Linked DNA regions of Capsicum annuum: region 1 is linked to region 2. Evidence: chromatin contacts called from public Hi-C data. All regions are on one chromosome and are shown on one strand. Each heading gives the region's core, a stretch centred on a gene start, on an enhancer-like site or on the middle of the called end of the contact. The rest is flanking DNA. Distances are from core to core; before and after follow the strand shown.

Region 1 (3,717 bases), core at 1,131-3,630, 41 kb after region 2:
CTTCTGAATCTCTTCTCAACGAAATCAACCTTTAAAGATAAGATTTTTCCATTTATCTTCTAATTTTTTTTCTTATTTTTTAGTCACTGAAGCTTTAATTTCATCTTAACTTGCTTAAAATTTATGAAATCAAGTTTTATTTTCTAATTCAGTTTTGAGGAAAAAAATTCAAGCAATGTCAAATTTGTAATTTACCTACACTATACGCTCGATCTTCCTTCTCGAAGTCCATTTCAGTCGACATGAAAAAGAAATAATAAAGCGAGAAAAAATAGAGAGAAAAGATCAGCTAGGGAATTAATGTCATTACTTGTTTGGGGTCCGTTCGCTAGTGAAATTTTTCGACGAGACAAAGATGAAGGAAGCTGGAGATGGTGCGATGATTGAATTTTAGGTAGAAGGAGTCGGTGGTTGTTATTTGAATGTTCATGGCAGTGAAGAGTATTAATGGCAATGGAGGTTTGAGGAGAAAAATGAAAGAAAAGTTTAAAAAATTAAATTAATTAATTAAAAAAAGGTGATCTGCACGCGCCTAAACTTAGACTAGGATTGAATATAAAATCGGTTAAAATGGTGAATTTATAATGGTTTTTATAACTTCTGTGGGGGTAGTAAGTCGTTCACAAAGTTAAAGTATCTTTTTGAAAATCTCGAACAAATTCAATGGTTACTTTATGTTTTTTCTCTTCATACAAATAATATACCAAGCAAGAACTTGCCTCTTTTGATTAGTACTTTTTTTTGTTTAGCCTACTGAAGATTACATATTTTTAAAGTTATTTCTTTTATAGATCCATATATTCTTATATTGAAATGAAGTTTTGGGATTGCAGTAGGGGCATGAACTTGATAGAAGTTGAATCGAGCAAGCTGAGAATAATGTCATCTGAATTTACAGGCTTAACTGTTGTTTTTGTTTTAACTTTTCTATCAATAAGTTGTTAATGTGAATTCTTAATTACTTTCTAAAAGTCCGTGGGAGACCCAGTTGAGAACATATTATATTGTTCTAACATCTTTTCTTCTGTTTAATTGGCAAATTAAGTTTCTATGGTTAAAAAAAAGTAATTCAAATATTTATAAATAAAAGAGAAAATGGTCAAAAGCCCCTCCAACTTTTATCTCAAATCTCAACTACACACTTATACTTTGCTGAGGCCCTATGACTTTCCTGAACTATTTTAAAGTGAAATTGTTACCCCTAAACTATTTTAAGTGGAATTATTACCCCTCAAAAACTGACAACCAGTCATTTTGACATGTGGTGTGATACACGCGTTGCCACGTCATTACCATGTCATTTTTTCTTTTTTTACTCTAAAAAATTAATTATTTAACATTATTATTTTCCTTTTCTTTCCCTTTCTCATTTTGCTCCATTTTCTTCTTCAACCCAATTTCATCTTCTTGGGTCGAAAAAAGAATTCTTGGGGAAAGAAATAATGGATTAATGAGTGTGTAATAGCAAATAAATGCTCCTCAAAGCTTTTCATCACTTTTTGTTCAAGATCGTCATTAATGACGAATTCTTTCCCATTGTGGAAATTCAAAACTTTGAGCTTGCCATTAATGGCGGATCTTGAGCAAAAATAGAGAAAATTGAAGAAATGGGTTGAAAAATTATACATGGGTTATGTTGAAAATTATACATGGCATTGTGGAAATTCAAAGCTTTAAACTCGCCATTAATGACGATCTTAAGCAAAAAGAGAGAAAATCGAAGTTCTTGAATTTTTATAAGTTTTTTGAATCGGAGTTCCTCATATTCCTCATTCAAGAATTCATTAATCGAAGAAATCTTATTGTTTCCTTAGTTTAAGAGTTTCTTGGTTTCCGTAATAACATTTTTCAAATTATCAAAAAATACCATTAATGAGAATTTGGAGATGAGAAAGATGAAGAACTCCATTAATGAGTTCTTGAATTTTTGTTTTGAAAAAAGAGAAAAAGAAGAAGAAGAAGAAGAAGACATGATGTGACAATTATAATTCATTAAAAAAAATAATAATTAAAATATTTATTATATTATTAAAAATAATGATGTGGAAATCAAAAAATAAAGAATTTTAAGTGAAGTGGACTCAGTTGACGCACTCATGGACGGTGTAGTCACATTCATTGACATGTCAGCAACTGAGGGAATAATAAATTTGATGAAAATAAATTTAGGAGGTAATAGATCACCTTTAAAGATTGAGTATATAGTTAAAATTTCGACTAAAAATAAAGGGTAATAGATCATTTTCTCTAAATAAAATAAAATTTCTTATGAAGTAGAATTGTAGCAAGAGTTTTGTTTTTAGCCCACTGACACAGATAATGTCTCATACAGTAACAAAGTTGTTGCGCCTTCTTAAGACCTTGCCCACTCACTCTATTACAAACAAGTTGGATTGGTATTCTTGCAGATCATGTAGCTTCAATATTAAATTCTATGTACATCAGTGTGACTTATAGGTTACTATTTGAGTCATCAAATTAGCCAATGTTATTTGTGTCAGGGTAGATATTATATAACCTACATCACACCCTTACCCTTACGAGATACTCTCGTTTTGAAATAAGTGAATTGTTAAATTGTTGGGATATTTGTTGGTGTTTCAAAATAAGTGAATCATTGAATTTTTTTTCAAATATACTCTTATGATTTGACAACCAATTAACTTTTGAAAATGTGTTACAAGGTCAACTTTTTCTTTTTGAGTAAAAATAGAAAATTGTGTTAAATTTATGTTTTTAATATTTGTTTTTTAATTTGTGTATCAAAATTCAAAAATTCATTTATTATGAAATAGAGGGAGTATTATTTTTGTGGGATGTGGTATGTAGCAGAAATGTATCAGAAAAGAAGAGAAAGAAATTGCTTTAAGGGATTTTCATAATTATTTGGAAGGAAGGAAAACTTTTGTGACATTAATAGTCAATTATATTTTTAAAAATAATTTAAAATTTTAATTATTATAATTTATAATATTTTTTCTTCTATTCTACTAATTTGGTGACATGATAAAATTATTATAAAAGATACATGTGGAAAAAATTTAAGTGGACTTATATAAGACACCAAGTTAATTTAAAACATCAAGAGTTAATTTATCATTTTATATCTATTCTATTATACTTTTTTTAATTTAATATTATTAATTTTTTAATACGTAAATGACTTATATTAATTAATTAGAAATGATATGCTAAAATCACGGTTGAAGCGCCTGAAGCAGACATGTCGTCCATAAGCTGCTTGCTTCAGCAACTTCAGTGTCACTTATATAATAATAATAGATTTTAATTAAATATTATTAATTTTATAATACGTAAATGACTCGTAAGAATCAATTAGGTATGATATACTAAAATTATGGTTGAAGCAGCTAAAACAGACATGACGTCTACAAACTGCCTACTTCAGCAGCTTTAGTGCCACTTATATATTAGTAATAGACTTTAATTCAATATTATTAATTTTATGATACGTAAGTGACTTGTAATAATTAATTAGGTATGATAAAGTAAAATTACACTTAAAACAGCTAAAACAGGTATGTCGTCTACAAGCTATCTGCTTTTGCAGCTTCACTACCACAAATGTATTAGTATTACCAATAGTATATATATATATATATATATATATATATAATTCTTTGAGAACCCTTAACCACCCCTACGCCTTCCTCCACTCCACCACGATTGTCCTCAATTATTCTCTTTGTGTTGGCT
Region 2 (3,806 bases), core at 527-3,026:
ACTGTTAGATTTGAGCTCATGAAGAATCTAATGGCCTGCAAGTACGTACCAAAATTTTAATCTACTAGAATTAAACCTAAATTCACAAAAACTAAAACTGCAAGTTTAGTGGTAAATATTTAATTTCACTCACAATTGGGCTGTCACATGGTCCAGGCAGTGTACTTCCATTAGGTCCCTGTAATAATACAACAGTACTGAGGATTAGATAATTTATATTAGTATGTACGTGTAAAGGAGTATGAAATTAAGCACTATCCCATATATATAGTGAAAAGGAAAAGTAGGCACACATATATATATATGCTGCTAGTCCCCTATCCCCATATATATAATATACCTTATGGGGTTTGCAAGGAAGGTTCCACCACTCTTCTCCTCTTCCATCTATGACGCCTCCACCTTGCAGTGACAACTCATTTACTCTATAGAATACCAGCCACTGCCGCTTAGTGTTGTTGCTCGGCCACGACTCCGGTCCATCTGGAGGCATTATACTTCCTTCCAACTTCCCATGTTGATGTTGGTACACAACATCAGTTACATAAACCAAAAACATTCCTCACCACTCTTTTTTTTTTAGTACACCTTATAAATTACTTAATCCTTTTTAATTTATGTGGTATAGTTTGACAGGAGATAAAATTAAAGGCAGAAAAAACTTTTGAAATTTATGATCATACATGAGATTTTTGTGATCCAAAAAGCATGCCAATTGAAAATAAAACGAGAAATTTATCGTTTATGCGATTGTTTTTAAAGCATAGTATGAAGGATCAAATAGTTGGTGCCACTTAAAAAAAAGCAGAAAGGACTAAGGAGTAATATAATAAGACATACTCCATCTACTTCATGTAATTATGTGACACTTTTTCTTATTTATAATATATTAAAAAAGAACTCCTGAAAGTTTTTAATTTTAAACTTCATGCCCTTAATGACATGCACATAAAGTGCTAAAGGTATTTTCGATATTTATTAAAGATTCTTACTGTATTTCTTTCTAAAAATTTTGTGTCAAGTCAAACACAAAAATTGAGGGAGAAGTGTGTGTTAACTAAGTACCTGAAACACCAAACCATTTTGACAAGGACCAGTGAAAATAGTGGATTGGATCATGAAAGAGTAACCAACAGGGACGTGAATGACCGCTGACTCAACTTGGCAAGCAGCATCCCATGCTGCCTTAAAAGCTTCAGTGTCATCCGCAATGCCATCACCCTGTGCCCCAAAAGACCTCACATCATAAAACCCTATGTCCACGGGAGAATCAGAAGGCTCAGGTGAAATTGAAGGCGGATATGATATGTGGGAATTATGCTTGTGTTGTTTCTTATTGTGGTGGCCGCGGTGTCCGTGGTGATGGTACCTAGCAGTAACGACGTGGCTACTCATGAATAATGCAGTTGTCATGTAAAATATAACAAGTAGTGACAAAGGCGCAGCACTGGTTGATAGCGATGCCATTTCGATTTTCTAAGTGCCGAATTAAATGAAGAGATAGAAAATGACACTACAGTGGTAATAGTGCTGAAACGTTACTTTCAAATTGGGTACTGAGGAATGAGGGAATTTCAAGAATTCAAGGAAAAGACTCTGAGTTGTACAGAAAGTGGAAAGGAATTTAGCCTTAGAAGAGTTTTTATGGTGAGAATTTTCTGGCAATGTTGTGTCAACTTGCACATAAATTAATACTAGTAAAAAGAAAAGGGGCGTTAGTGTGAATGTTTGTGTGTTTCAGCACTAGTGCATGCAGAAGCCGAAAGGCTGAGCACATTTATCTATCTTTGCCATGTACTCATGGTTGACGTGCCCCTATATATAGATGGCTACATACATGCCTACAGTACTGTATGTCTTTCCCAAGATTTTGAGTAAGCGGTATCAGCCTATTGTAATGACGTAGTTACTTTCATCGATCTGAATTAAGCTTATGTTTACCTTGCATTAATTTTGAGTATAACTTTATGTGTAAAAATTCGTTAAAATTACAACAAATATTCGCTCAATCACTTCATTTCAATTTGTTTGTTTTACTAAAGTCTATTTCCTTTTATGACAACTTTTTAGTCTTAACTTTCCATTTGACACTTTTAAGATGACGAGATTAAAGAATATTTTGGTACATTCTACATATTTTTAGTTTAAGAGTACGCGAGATAAAAGGAAAGAGACATTTTAAAACGAATGTCTCTTTCCTTTTATGATGGCTTTTTAATCCTAACTTTGCACGTGATACTTTTAAGGCGTTGAGATTAAAGGACATTTTGGTATATTACACACAGTTTTAGTTTAAAACTACATGATTGAAAAATCTTTTTTAGCTTCTTAAACTCCACATTAAGTCAAAATTAACCCAACAAACAAATTGAAGGATGGAGTAGTAAATATAAACCCATAACTACCAAAAAGAGGTCAAATACTAAAAGAGTTAAAAGATTGAACCCATAAAATAAAAATCTTGAATTCGCCTATAGTAGTATATACGTACATGCGCATACAATATCTAATTAATTTTTTGACAAAGCGATGTTGGACAACATCAATTGAAAGGATGTGTCTCCACTGGTGCAGACCTATATACTAATAACTTTATCAACAAGAAGATCAAAACAGAAATGATAAAAGTTACATTCACCCTAGTAGACTAGTATCTACACCTTACAAGAACGCAAATTCTAGTTAAACCAAATAGTATAGTGTTAGAGGAAAGTGGGCATATAGACAGTAGACATTGGCCTTTTTTGAGAATGTGGAAGCAGCGCATGCTGTGAGAAAAAAGGTAAAACGGAATAACCAGAAACCTTTGAGTGCGTGTGGTGGTGGGTGAATGGCCATTAACTTCAAAAAAAAAACATATATAACCCTCTCACCTAGCCCTTTCTGCTAGCTAACCCCATGTTATTCCCATAACTTTCACTTTTTCCCCTGGTCTATATTTTTTTTCCATTCTACTTTGGTCACAGTTACTTTTTCTAAACTTGTAAAGATAATACTAGTTGCACCATAAACATTCCACATTTAATTGATACGTTCTGATTAACGTTGGTACTGCCAGACAGCCCGAGTATTTCAAAAATTAAATAGTGCTACTAGTGACTAAGAAAGTAAGATTCTCCTCAGAGTTGGTCAGATTCGTCTTATGTTAATCGTTCGATTGACTAAACCATTACAGCTTAACAAATTCAAAAGTTAGTATAAAACAATGTGCTGATCAATCTCAAAATAAGACCTGATTTTAGTATATTCCCTAAGGCACTAGTCACTCTACTAATTTACTGGTGTAAGATACCAGATTAGTAAAGTAATCATTGAAGATAGAAAGCATGAATTCTCTTGTGGTCCTCAAAATACTTTAGTTCCACATCGATCGATCACTCCTTTCGCACTATTTCAAGAAAAGTTTTGTGATCAGGTGAGGGATAAAGTTGTGTCAAATGGGCGGGTCGGATTAAATTAAATAAATAAATGGCCCCCTCAAAAGTTAATTGGATTGAAATAGATTAAAATGTAGGTCAAACTAATTTGTCCGTTCAATTATTACAAAGTTTAAATTGTTTTATTTGTTCTTTTATAATACCTAATAAAATTATTTTTTTTCTTTATTATGGTTATACATAACAGATCAACTAAAATAAATGTCTTTTCAAATTATTTTAAAAAGTTTGCATGAGTCAATTTGGATTAGATATCGATCCAAATTTTTAAGGCTGAAATAGGCGGGTCAATAATTTGTCAAACTTAGGTGGATTGAGCGTGTTATGTGTTCATGAACTGATTTTGCTATCCTTGTTTTACCACATATA

Evidence for each region. A called contact is a pair of places that touch in the nucleus more often than the background predicts.
Region 1: a contact with region 2 is called in a Hi-C map of placenta, with 2.1 times the contacts expected there. The contact joins the enhancer-like site here to the promoter of LOC107857113 in region 2. A contact is called at or near these places in 2 of 5 Hi-C or Micro-C datasets (bud and placenta).

Annotation. Positions count from the first base shown.
Region 1 is chr1:157,685,846-157,689,562 of UCD10Xv1.1, forward strand. No RefSeq gene overlaps it. Among protein-coding and RNA genes, the nearest start is that of LOC107857113, 41 kb to the left of the region's middle. Within about 2 kb of position 2,381, at least 4 of the 5 cell types and tissues checked have an H3K27ac peak or open chromatin away from gene starts, as enhancers often do.
Region 2 is chr1:157,645,270-157,649,075 of UCD10Xv1.1, forward strand. LOC107857113 (polygalacturonase At1g48100) reads right to left here and starts at 1,777. Exons shown (of 5, transcript XM_016702057.2): 1 at 1,066-1,777; 2 at 134-178; 3 at 1-35. The coding sequence starts at 1,467.